2 separate regions of the Canis lupus genome follow, and region 1 is linked to region 2. The links are chromatin contacts, called in public Hi-C maps. All regions are on one chromosome and are shown on one strand. The core of a region is the stretch at or near the end of the contact, and the rest is flanking DNA. Distances in the headings are between cores, read along the strand shown.

Region 1 (6,770 bases), core at 1,259-3,758, 160 kb before region 2:
GTCATGTAGCACCAAGGTGGCCCCATGGAATAGATAATGGTGCCTGCTTCCCCTGTACCTATTCCTCATTCCTTCCTTCCCATAAGACCTTGATCCCTATAGAACATCTAGGTGGTTGCAGGGACGCTGGCTTCTCTCCAGTGCCGAAGGTGCCATATGGAACCTTGGCCAAGCCGATCAGCGCATTCTATTTTCCTGGCTACCTTGCTTGGTGAGTGGTGACCTATGACCTAGAGCTGATTCAATCAGAGAGCATCTCAGCACCTTTGAGGAGAATGCTGGGAAATGCTGACCCTCCTTCCTCTGGGCTAGAAACGAACAAAGGACACAGAGTCTCAGCAACTAATGCCAGGTTGTGACACGAGGAGAGAGCCTCAGGATCTCACGAAACAGACCCCACGAAAGGCAGAGAGGAGAGATGGAAAGAAAAAGAATTCAAAGTCATAGTGCCGAGTTGCTGGATCAAACCTCACCTGATGTCTTTCCTCTGAAATATTCAGATACACCATCCAGTAAACTCTATTTTTAAGGCAGTTAGAATAGAGGTTTTATTCCTTATAACCAAAATATTCCCAAGTGATAAGCAGATGACAGAAGGCCAAAGTGCTCGCCTCTGTTCTTCTATTTCACTCCTGGTTAGGTGAGCTGAGCCCAGGGACTGTTCCTATGTCTGTCCACATGCCTGGCCAGGCTTAGTTACCCCAAAGGCTGAGTCTAGCCCATAGTTTAGAATCCCCACTAGCTGGCAGTTTGCCCTCTCAGTTCCGGGAAGTGGGTTGGCTTGTTACGTGGATCCAGAAAGCATTTTTTTTCTGGTGGTCACTTCCACCCCCGCCCTCACAGACCAATAACACTTTGGATTCTTGATGAGTGGGTGAAACCGTATCTTTCCCCTCTCTGCCTCCTTCTCTGATGGATCCTGTCTATTCCTGCACTTTCTTTTCTTTAAAAAAATGGGGATGAGACTTTAAAGCACAGCAGACAAGATGCACAGCACTCACCCCCCTCCCCCACCGGGTCCCTGATTAACAAACTGGGGATTTGGTCCGCTATCCTAGTCTTCTAGTGCAAAGTCCTGTCCAGGACACCCATGCCCCCTCTGTCCGGGCCCCCGCGTGTTCAGGACCGCTGTGTGTAAAGCCCTGGGCGAGAAGACAAGGGAGAGAAAGCTGGAAAAACTGACTCAGACAAGGCTGGGGATGAAGCTTGAGTCGGTTCGGATGGTCAGTCCGAACTCTTCGTTGACAGAGAAGGAAGCTCAGGCCCAGGGAGGAGTCCTCCTGGCTCAAGGTCACCGCGACGGTCCAGCCCCGACGGGAGAGAACTCCCCCCAGGAGCTGGCCCCTGCATGCACACAAAGGCTGGCTTCGGGACGGATGGGAGGCAAGACCCGGGGGGGGGGGGGGGGGGGGAAGGCTCAGGGGCCAATGGAAGCCTCTGCAGGTCGAGAGACACCTGGTTCCCCCCCTTACCAATTCCAGCACTTGCTTGCCAACTGGGTTTGGAGTCTCTTGGCTTGTTCGTCCTTAGGGACCAGAGAAGTGACTCAGTGAAGCACTTAGTACGTCGTTGGCTCCAGAGGGTGGGGTGTGACTCAGGAGTCACTCACAGAGACTCAGCCGCAGCCTCCTCCCTGCCCCATGGAGCCCGGGCCCGGCACCCAGGGACCCGCCGCGCGAGACCCTCCCGCGCTCCCGCGCTCCGGATCGCGTTCCTCGCGTCCCCACCTGCCCCGCCGGCTTCGTGCGGGTGAAGACGCCGGGACTGCGAACTCCAGGGCGGGGAGCCCGCTGCCCTCGGCGCGGAAGGCGGGTTCCCGGGCCCCCCATCCCCCGACCCCCCGCTGATTCTGGGCGGGCCCAGCCTCCCCGCGGGGGGCCCGCGCCCCTCTCGGCCGCCGCGCTCCGACTCCTGTCCGCGCCGCTCGCCCCCACCCCCTTCCTTTCCCTCCTCCTCCTCCTCCTCCTCCTCCCCCTCGCTCCGCCCCCAGGCCCCGCCCCGCGCCCCGGCCGCGTCCCCCGCGCCCCCCGCGCCCCCGGCCCCGGCGGGCCCCCTCCCCGGGGAGGGCTGCGGGAGGGGAGCCCCGGCCCCGCGCGCCCCCTCCCCGCGCGCCCCCTCCCCGCGCGCGCCCCCTCCCCGCGGCCCCCCGCGCGGCCTCCGGCTCCCCGCCTCCCCGCCTTCCCCTCCTCCCGGTGACGTCCGGGTCCCTGCCCGTCTGAAAACTCCGCGCCGCGGCGGTGGAGGCGGCGGAGGCGGCGGCGGCGGCGGCGGCGGCGGCGGCGGAGGAGGAGGAGGAGCAGCGGCGAGCCGAGGCGGCGGCGGCGGCGGCGGAGGAGGCGGCCCGAGCGCGAGCGCGAGCCCGAGCCCGAGCCCGAGCCCGAGCCCGAGCCCGAGCCCGAGCCCGAGCCCGAGCCCGAGCGGCGGCCGGGGAGCCGCGGGGAGCGCGGGGGCGGCCCGGAGCCTCCGCCCGGGGTCCCCGCGCCCCGCTCGCCCGCCGCGCTCCGAAGATGGTGGCGGCGCCGTGCGCCCGGAGGCTGGCCCGGCGCTCGCACTCGGCGCTGCTCGCGGCGCTCACGGTGCTGCTGCTGCAGACGCTGGTCGTGTGGAATTTCAGCAGCCTCGACTCCGGGGCCGGGGAGCGGCGCGGGGGCGCAGCGGCCGGCGGCGCCGAGCAGCCGCCCCCGCCCCCGGCCCCGGCCCCGCGCCGCGAGCGCCGGGACCTGCCCGCCGGGCCGGCTGCAGCCCGAGGCGGCGGCGGCGGCGGCGGAGGACGGGGGCCCCCGGCGCGGGCGCGGGCGCGGGCGCGGGCGGGCGGCCCCGAGGAGCCCCGGGCGCAGCAGCCGGCCGGCCGGGGGGCACTGCCCGCGCGGGCGCTGGTAAGATGCCCCGGCGGCTCGCGTCCCGGGGGGGGGGCGGGGGGGCGGCGCGGGAGGCCGGGGCGGGGGGGCGGAGGCAGCTCTTGACCCCGGGCGCCCGACCCGGACCCCCACGCCCGCCGGCTCCACGTCTCCTTCCCTGGACGCCGGGGCGGGGTCCCCGCCGAGCCCGGGGTGGGGGCGCGCCCCATGCCGAGTCTGAGGGCCGCCCCCCTGGGGTCTGGGGAAGTTACCTCCGGAGGAGGCGCTCTGGGGGCTACGGAGCCTGGCCGGCCCCGGTCCCCCGGTCCCCCGTCCCCCGGCCCCCGGCCCCCGGCCCCGGCACCCTTGCTGGGCGCCCCGACTGGCGCTGTGCGTGTGGGTGTCGGTGCGTCGCTCACCGCCCGAGTGCGGGATCGTGCGGGATCGTGCCCGGGATCCTCAGCCGCCGCTGCTCATGGGCGGTGCGCACAGCATCTTTGGGGGTTTCGCTGAGCTGAGTGCAGACGACTCCGTCCCCTGCTTGCCGCCCCCTTGGCTTTTCCTGGATCGGTGTCCCAAATCCCCGGCCCCCTCCCTGCACCAGGGTTCAGGCTTGGGCGCCCGGGCTTACTTTAGGTCGGTCCTCCTGTCTGCCATCTCTGGCTGGCTGCGCCTCCCGTCTCTAACCTTGTCCTCTCCCGGTGCCCTCTCTGACTTTGGTCACCCGCTGTCCCTGTCCGGTGTGAGGGCATGGCCCCTTCTCCTAGATGGCTGTCCCTGGCTCTGCGTCTTGCGCGGAGCCGATTAATGTCACCAGCTCTGTGTCTGACCACATCATCACGACTTCTTCGGCTCCTGTGTGTTTTCTTTGCCTTCCTTGGGTGTGAGCAGCCTGAGCTCTGAAACTGGTTTTTCTGCAGATCTTCGGGGGCCATCTGGGTGTCTTCCTATCCTGTCCCCAACTTCTCCAGGGGTGCCTTTCCCATCTCCTCTGGGCTGCCTTGCTGAGCCCGCTGAGCTAGGACACGGAGGACAGGAGGTCAGAGTGCCCACCTCTGGGCCAGGCTCTCTGCGCCCTGTGGGCGTCCGTGTCTGTCTTAAGGAATAACGAGGTGCGGTGTGTCCGTCTGTGTCTTTCTCATGCCATTCGCCTACGAGGATTCTCCTAGCCCTTGGGGGACATCAGATGCTAGGGGTTACTTTCAGGATCCTTAGACACAGAATGCATGTCTGTGGTGTTTCTCGCTCTGGGAGCCCTAACTGAACACTGCCTTCAGACACAGCGTGATGCTTTTTGATCTGTTAAACTTCTTTGGAATCAGCGGCGACGACCCTCTTAGCCAGAGTGTGGCTTTTTGTGCCTGTGGGCTGAGCCAGCCCCAGGAGGTGATGTGATGGCATTTCACATCCCTGGCTTGTCTGTGTGGGTAGCAGGTAGACGTCTTTCCCTTGTTTGTGGGGAGGAGAGTGGAGTGAGATTGCTGACGGAGAACCAGAACATTCCCAATGTCCTGTGGCCTTTTATTTACAGAGAAAGGTTCTCCCAGACACAGCCTTTGAACTCCCGGGGTGAATTGTGATGTGTTTGGGCAGAAATGCAATTAGAGGTTCTTTCTGGATTTGGAGCCCTACTGGGAGGTAGGGCGTGAGGGGGTTCGGGACACGCACTGCTGGCCCAGAGTGGGAAAATGTAGGGTGAACGTGGGGGCGCGGGGCTTCCTGTATCCTTTGTGTCCGGGGTTCAGACAGGCACCAGGAAGGTGTCTTTGGGTGCAGAGACCACCTGTTGAAATAAGTGGAAAGGAGGAGGGAGGCCTGGATTTCTTCCTGAGTCCTTGACATGTTGTGTATTCTGTCCACACCCCGTCTGTGTGTGCCTCAGTTCGGTGTCGTGTTCTCTCACCTCCCAGCTCCGCCACAGGGAGGTTTGCAGTTGGGAAGGGAGGTGGGAGCATGCCATTACCTTTCTGCATTCCTTGTGGAATGCCAGTCCCAGCAGCAGAGTCGCACTGCTTGCTGAAACTCTGCTTTCATCTGCAGGTTTAATTACTGTCCCTCTACTCACATCTCCCCAGGTATCAATTTCTTTGCCCTCTGTCATAGACATACATGTGAGGGTTTTTTTCATCCTCCACCCTTCCCTGTGGGTGACTACCTCGCTGTCGTGAACTGTCATCTCTCCTGGATTTGTGTTTAATTTTTTCTGCTTGTCTGTCCCCGCTCTTTCACCTGCCCCACGTCTACCCCCATGCCCTGCTAGATCCTGAAATCACAGTGCAGACGTGCTGGAGGGATCTGGGGGTCTGTCCTTCTCTAGCTGTGCCCACCCCAGCCCCTGCCCTTCCATGGAGCTCAAGGAGACCAGAAGGGGGCAGGCTGTTCCCAAAGTCCAGCGACGCCTGAGCTTGGGTGTAGGCTAGGAGCGGACTAGCTCTTTTCCAAAGCCACTAAGGCCCTTTGCAACATGTGGTTTGTCTGCAGACCCCGCCGGGGCTGCTAGCGGGAATGTCTTAGAGATGGATTCAGGAGTGGGACGTTAAAAAAAGAGAAAAATCCCTGCGATTTTCCAGATGGCTCTCTTAAAGAGCTGGTGAGACACGTGCTTGGGACATGATGCTTCATCTCTGTGCTCTCTTGAGGGTGGGGTTGGAGTGGGACAGAGCAGGTGCTTGTTGTTCTTACAGGCAGAGGGAATCTGCGGCTGGGTGCTGGTGGTGCTGGTGGTGTAGGTGGCTGCGTCCCGGAGTGTCAGGCAGGTGGTGTGTCTAGAGCATTTTCTAAACAAGACCTTGCTGCTTCCTTGAACTCACTGTCCCAGAGCTCCTCGCTCGCCACCCTTTTATGTCTGGGGAGCTATGCCCCAGTGGAAGGACCTGATTGTATTTTCGGTGCATTTTAAGAAGCCGAGAAGAAACACGCAGTTTCTCGAGCACAGTCAGAGACGGCATGAGGATGGTGACAGGATGGGCATATCTATGAAAGATTTGCCAGCTCCTGTTTCTCTCCGCCTCTTCCAAAGCTCTTAGATATTAGAATTACCGGGTGGATTGCTGCAGAGTTGTGGCTCGAGTCCTTCACTGGGTCTCCAGTAAGCTGTGGATTTGACTGTCATCTCAGAATTTAAGAAACAGATGGGCTCACTTATAAAGGGCGGGAACACACTGGGGAGAGTGTCAAAAAGATCACACTCTGGGTTCTGGATAGATTGGGGACAAATGAAAGAAAGCCGTGTGTGTTAACGTCAGGAACGGGTAATTTCTCTCCCTTCAGCTCTGGTGATCCTCTTGAAGTCGTCGTGTTATTCCTTGTGCCCTTAGAGAAACTGCTACCCAGTGAGGTTCATTCAAGGAACCAAATCTTTAATTGCCCTTCCACACACGTGCACCTGTAATGTAAAATGGGGTTTCTGTATCGTCTGACCCCTTGGAAATGTTTATTTTTTTTTTTTTGGCAGAAATTCCTCATGCTTCACATTACTCAGATAACTCAGGACTTTTTCAGATGTCGGCAGTGACTTTGAAAAATTGGTTCACTGTATCCAGATCACCTCTGGTTCTAACAGCCTGAGAGGTGTGGCTTCTCTTTCTATCCAAATGCTTTGAGGCCAGAGAGAACAGAGGGTATTTTATTGATGGTTGGAGGTTTTTTTTTTTTTTTTTTCCCCACACTCTCAGTGGGGTTTTATTTTGCCTGAGCAATGCATTACACTTTGTATACAGAAATATGCATCACTGAACAATATTTATCTTACTGCAAATGTTGCCATCTGCTTAATCATATACTGGAAAATGTTAAATAGAACAGATAAATAAAGGAGAAATTATTAGACACATAGGTATAGGTATGTAATTGTACACATACTTTTGTTTTCCTTCCAGTCTTGTCACACTCTAGACATTCTCTCTGGTTTATCAGGCTTTCTTCTTAATCTTG
Region 2 (6,303 bases), core at 3,403-5,902:
CTGTAAAATGGGAATATGAAGAGATCCTATGTTGTAGATGTATTGGGAGGGTTAAGGGAGATGATGCAAATTAAGTGTTTAGCACAGGTTGGGGGACATGGGTGCTCAGCTCCAGACATTAGCTGCTGCTAATGTGATGGTGTTGGCACAACCCATATGTGTGCGCACATGCATGTGCATACACACACACACACACACACACACCAGATTTGGGGCCAGATCCTTGGGGTTTATAAACTGCATAAGTTCTCAGAATGGCATATTTGGGTGGAGGTTTTACCCTTGCTACCAAGTGAGCCGAGCGCAGCGTGGAAAGTTCCTTAGCAAACATAGGATCGGAGGTCTGTGGGAAGAGAGGAGGAGGATCCCAGCCATAAAACAGAAGGAAGCAGAAAGCAAGAGCCATGTGAATGCTGGCTTGCAGGTGAACGGCATCACGGCCAAGGCCACAGAAATCAGAGCTTGCAGGCATTCATGTGGAACTTGCAGCCAGGCCTGTATTATGCTGCCTCTTGGTCCAGGGCATGAACTCGCAGCTGCCCAATCCAGCAGGTGAGCATCTCCCCCTCTGAGCCTATCAGATGACAGGGGCCGCCCCAGGTCAGAAAGCATCAGAGCCCCAGGTCTGGTGGGAAGTGCCAAAGTCATTAATTATGCCACCGAGTCACCAGAAGGAGGCGGCCAGGGGCCTCCTGACAGCAGATTAGAAGCAGCCCCTCCAGCACAGGTACCTAAGGCTGCTGGGGCTCTTCAAATTAATAAGCTCTAGCCTGGTACTTGAGACTCATTAGAATTGTGATTTAGGCCCATTTACTGGTGTGAGATCACAATGGGGTGCTGGGTGATTATGGTTACCCAACCTTGCAGCCAAAGACTATTAATTCCTGTCACTTCCTGTTTTACTTGTGCCTGTCCCCAACCTGTCCCGGGCAACACTTCTGAGATGGGAGAGGCTGGAGCAGTGCCTGGGCAGTGGGTTTTCATCATCCTGGGCTTGGGAAGGGCTGCCTCCACCTCTGTCCCCGCCTCTCCTTTTTCTTTTGTGTAGGCAAGAGGTGAGCACGAGGGCCTCTCGGTGGCCCAGCCCAGGGACCTTTCTGAAAAGTAAGGCTGATGATCACAGTGTGCTCTTTGCTCAAAAAGCCTGCAGTGGCTTCCCAGGGCGCTTGGAATGAGTGTGCCTTTCCTCACCAAGGACAGCAAGGCCTGTCCCCACCAGACCCCTACCTTCCTCTCCTGTCACACCTGGGATCCTAACACCCTACCTGCATAGCCTAAGCTCACTCCTGCCTGTTGAACTTTGCTATTATCATTCCTATTGCCTGATGCCCCTCGCCCAGAATCCTCTTATGTTGGCTCCTTCCTGTCAGCGGGCTGCAGCCTGAATGCCACCTCCTAGCGTGGTCTTCCCTGACCCCCATCTGAAATGCCATCCACCACCTTCTCCCGCTTTGTGCATCTTTTTTTTTTTTTAAGATTTTATTTATTTATTCATGAGAGACAGAGAGAGAGAAAGAGAGAGAAAGGCAGAGACACAGGCAGAGGGAGAAGCAGGCTCCATGCAGGGAACCTGATGTGGGACTTGATCCCAGGACTCCAGGATCACGCCCCGGGCCAAAGGCAGGCGCTAAATTGCTGAGCCACCCAGGGATCCCCTGCTTTGTGCATCTTTAAAGAACTCAGCTCCACATCATGGCATGTTTTACAACTGTGTGTGGCTCTGTTTTCTCTTTGCCTGTGGAATGTAAGTTCCATGCACCTCCTTACCTCGCTACCTTGCACCTAGAATGATGGATATTGCCTAGAAGGTGCTTGAATATCAATGAGATGAATGAAGAGGAAAGGTAATGGACAGACAGTAATAGTCACTGATCTCCAAGTGCGTGCCGCGTGCCTGTCACTGTGCCAGGTACCTTACCTACATTTTCTCACTCGATTTTCACAAGCCTGTTGAGGGCAGGAACTAGTTTGTCCCATTCTATGGAGGCAGAAACTGAGGCTTGCAGATGTAGAAGTAACTTGCCCAAGGCCCCCAGCTGGTCACAGGTAATGCTGTGATTCAGGTCAGGTCTTGTACCTCCTCTGTGTGAAAGTGGAAGAGTGAAGTACAAGAGGCCTGGGGCACCTGGGTGGCTCAGGTCGTGATCCCAGGGTCCTGGGATGGAGTCCCACATCAGGCTCCCTGCACTAAGCCGGCTTCTCCCTCTCCCTCTGCCTATGTCTCTGCCTCTCTCTCTGTATCTCATGCATAAATAAATAAAAAGAAAAAAAAAAAGAGGCCATTCCCTCCGTGCTCCCTGTCTGACGTAAGGGCACGAGGGGAGATCTTATTGCTGTCAAGAGAATCACAGCAGTGTCCTGAGGAAAGTGGGAACTTGGTGAAACACTGTCTGAGACTCATAGTTGTTGTCAAGTGGAAATAGGGATGGAAAAAATATTGTCTACAGCACAGCGAAACCCCATATCCATATGGTGGTGGTGGTGATGAGTAGGGCCATGTCCAACCCAAGACACACAAAGAATCCAGAAACAGGCCCAATGACAGGAGTCCAGAGTTTTCTTGCTGCATTTTATCAAGAAGATGGGTTGTGATTGCTTTGCACGTCCCAAGTAGCAAAGCAGTTTGAGCCATTTGTATATTTTTCAAATTGGAGCTTTTCTTTTTTCCAAAGGCAAAATTTGAAATTCCACTTAATACTTATTGCTGAGTAGCAAGGACACCGATGTGGGCTTGCAAAGGCTCTAGGATGTCAAGCAAGAATCTGGCTGTCAAGGCAAACCTGGAGAGTGAGTGTGTGTGCGTGTGACTGTGCACACGCGCGTACGTGCCTACATATGGCCTGGACCATGCTGTACTTGGCATCTTTCTTGACACTCTGCACACTTCTTCTGTGATGTGATGAGACGGCCCAGCCAGTTTCCCTTTGTGTCTTTCTGAGTGACTGCGACTGCCACTGGCCTTCAGAGTTTGAAGCTCCTGACAGATATTAAAGAACAATTCACTTATTACAGCTAAACAGAAAAGCATATGGAAAAAGCAAACTGCATTAACATCTGCTGCCTGGGCTCCATCTGCTCCCGTTGGCTTGCCTTTTGCCTCCAGACGTGCCAGCCTGTCAGGTTCCCAGAGCCAGTCCCTCCTTCCTTCCAAGTGAGGACAGGATGTGCCCGTTCATTTTGAGCCACTCATGCGGGACCTGGGCTCTTCTTAGGTGTTTCAGAAGTGTAGAGAGATGCACAAAATGCGGGACATTTGGAGGTGCTGGGCTCTGGAGATCATGCTCTGGCTTCGGGTACTTCCTAGCTGTGTGTCCTCGGGCAGGTGGCTTAGCATTTCTGTGCCTCAGTTTCCATGTCTGTGAAATGTTGGGGTAACGAAGGCAGTGGCTACATCGAAGGATCAGTGTGAGAGTAAAATGTTAAAATGCAGGTAAATCCCTGGCAACGGTGGCGTACAGTAAGTGTGCAGGACAGGCTAAGTCTCTTTCCCTAAGAATATTCCCCACCGCCCCCACCTGGCCCAGGTTACTCATCCTGTTTCCTACAGCTTAGCACCTTGAATTTAAAATTACTCATTAAGGGACGCCTGGGTGGCTCAGTCAGTCAAGCATCTGCCTTTGGCTCAGATTCCAGCAGGATCAAGCCCCGCTTTGGGCTCCATGCTCAGTGGGGAGCCTGCTTCTCCCTCTGCCTCTGCCCTTCCCCCCTGCCTATACACTCACTCTCTCTTTCCCTCTCTATGTCAAATAAATAAAATTTTAAAAATACAAATAAAATAAAATTACTCATTGGGCACGGGGTGCAGCAAGGGCCTCAGCCTTCTGGAAGTGCCCATCTTTTCATCTTTTTTTTTTTTAAAGATTTTTTATTTATTCATGATATACAGAGAGAGAGAGAGAGAGAGAGGGAGAGAGAGAGGCAGAGGGAGAAGCAGGCTCCATGCAGGAAGCCTGATGTGGGACTCCATCCCAGGTCTCCAGGATCACACCCTGGGCCAAAGGCAGGCGCTAAACCGCTGAGCCACCCAGGGATCCCCCCACCTTTTCATCTTAAAGACCCAGCCCCTTCCCCCACCCCACCGTCTTTAGTACCGGGATGGAAGCTCCCGGGGTATCATTTCGTGATGGGACAGAGGTGCAGGGGCCCCTTCCAGAACTGGGCCGATGTGGGGCCAGCCGGCCTCGTCTGTGTTGTGCCTGCAGCCGCCTCCTCCCACCTGAGCTGGTTTTTGCCTCCAGCTAGCAAGACAAACCGAATGTTGTTATTTTAGTATCTGGTAGCCTGTCGGAAATCATTTCTAAAAATGTTTTTTCCCTCTTTCTCTCCGCCTTGCTCCCCGAAGCAGCCACATCTGTGCAGCAATTAGGACAGGACAGCTGGCAGCCCTCGGCCGTTGGAGAACGGGCTGCGGTGCACTGGGGTCAAGTGCTGCTTCCTGGCGGGGGCGCAGGGCTGGGGGAGGGTCTTGGGCAAGTCACTGTGCCTCCTGTGCCTCAGTTTCCCCATCTAGGAAATGGGCATGCTGACAGTGTTCGCCTCCCAAGGGCTGCCCTGAGGTTGACATGAGTTAGTCTCTGCAAGGTGCTCAGAACAGTTCCTGGCGTACAGTTTGGGGAAGTGGGAGGTGACGCCACATGAAGGCCCGCCCGACTGCAGAAGGGGAGGAAGCATAGCCAGTCCTGGGTCTTCTGATCTGCCATCGCTCTGCTGGGAGACTGGGAGGAGGGGAGGGGCTTCACTCCCCTTTCTTGCTCTGTGATCTCAGCCATGGCCTGAGACTTCTGGCCTCCTGGAACACCCAGTGATAAGGAACCAGAGGGACACTCTAGTCCTGTGTTTTTCCAAGAGGGTTGTGTGGCCCCCAAGATGATTTAGGGGCGCTCTGTGGACTGTTACATAACCTTGAACATTAGGAAGTATTGCTCTTCCCCAACACGCCCAGTTTGTGGATGGTGAACAGGGGTCCAGAGAGTGCCAGGGGGCCTAGCAGAGTCACTGCCAACTGCGGGGGTGGGTGTGGGGTATAGGACCGGAAACAACAGCCCCTACGCCTGCTTCCTGTCCCTCTCCTACGTCCACTGTTCCACGGGCTACAGGCTGGCCACAGGTGGTGCTTCCTTTCCCGTGGTGTCTGGGCCTGGCTGTCCCTGATTCATGGCAGGAAGAGCACAGGGGAAGGTCGCATCTCTGGCTATGCGCTGGAATCAACTGGGGAGCTTTAAAAAAAAAAAAAATCCCAATTCCCAGGCCCCCACCCCAACTCCATGATTGCAACCGGGGCGTCAGCATTTTTAAAGCTTCTAAGTGATTGGAATGGGAAGGCAATGTTGAGAATCCACGGGCTAAATGCTGCTGCCCGTTCTCACCGCATCATGTCATCTGAGGGAAGAAGCATTGAGAAAAGCAAAAACGAAGGGGGGAGGAGGGGGGCAGAAATGCTAGTAAAATATTGCACAAAACCAGCAAATTGCAAAGGGGATGTTTACAGCATGGTGCCATTTTGTCGACCTTATAAACACACAAAGTAATGCTATATATTGTCTGTGGACACATACGTATTTACTAGAGATATAAACACATAGGTGTGAAGGACAGAAGTGACCTCTGGGTTGTTGAGAAATGGGAGTTGAGCAGTGGGAAATACGTCAACTGTATCTATAAAGTTTATTTCTTTAAAGAATTGAATAAAGCATGACAGATTTGGTACCTGGGGGTGTGATATGAGTGTTCTGGGTTTTTCTCTGGCAAGTTTTGAAATATGTCATAAGTCAAGAGAATATTTTTATCTTTGTTTGATAAGCATTTTTATGTTAGGAAAATATTTAGATCCATCTTAGAAAACAATAAAGAAAACCCACTAAATTTTACCACCTCAATTCTTCAGAAGTTTAAGAACTTTATAAATGTCCCAGGCCACGGGCAGCCTTTGGATCGCACAATGATGCAAGACAGTGGGATGAGGGGGAGGCAAGAGAGACAGATGGACAGAGGGACAGCAAGAGGACAGAGACCTAGGGGTGGAGACAGGCTGACCCCTGAGGTCTGAATGAAGCCAAGGTCCCCAATAATATGCAAGGCTCTGCCCAGCAGAGGTGGGGTGCCATCTGCCTGCCTTCTTCTAGGACTTGCAGGGTCCAGTTGTCTAGTAATTGCTGCCACAGGCACATAGAACCTGGGCTTCCAGTGATAATTAACATAGGAAGGGGGAAGTGGAAGAGGCCCAGCCTGACCCTCATGATCTTCTTCGGCTGTCCTACTAGAACAGTCAGTGACCTGGAGATGGATGGAACCAAACCCTGTCAT

Evidence for each region. A called contact is a pair of places that touch in the nucleus more often than the background predicts.
Region 1: a contact with region 2 is called in a Hi-C map of blood, with 4 times the contacts expected there. The contact joins the promoter of XYLT1 here to the enhancer-like site in region 2. A contact is called at or near these places in 3 of 9 Hi-C or Micro-C datasets (amygdala and blood).

What each region holds. Positions count from the first base shown.
Region 1 is chr6:27,293,174-27,299,943 of UU_Cfam_GSD_1.0, reverse strand. XYLT1 (xylosyltransferase 1) reads left to right here and starts at 2,508. Exons shown (of 11, transcript NM_001008718.1): 1 at 2,508-2,876. The coding sequence starts at 2,508.
Region 2 is chr6:27,137,075-27,143,377 of UU_Cfam_GSD_1.0, reverse strand. The region is part of intron 1 of XYLT1 (xylosyltransferase 1); the gene reads left to right. It overlaps LOC111096293 (a long non-coding RNA gene), which reads right to left and starts at 740. Exons shown (of 5, transcript XR_005360884.1): 1 at 281-740. Within about 2 kb of position 4,652, at least 3 of the 20 cell types and tissues checked have an H3K27ac peak or open chromatin away from gene starts, as enhancers often do. A contact at or near this core is called in blood, where this site is marked.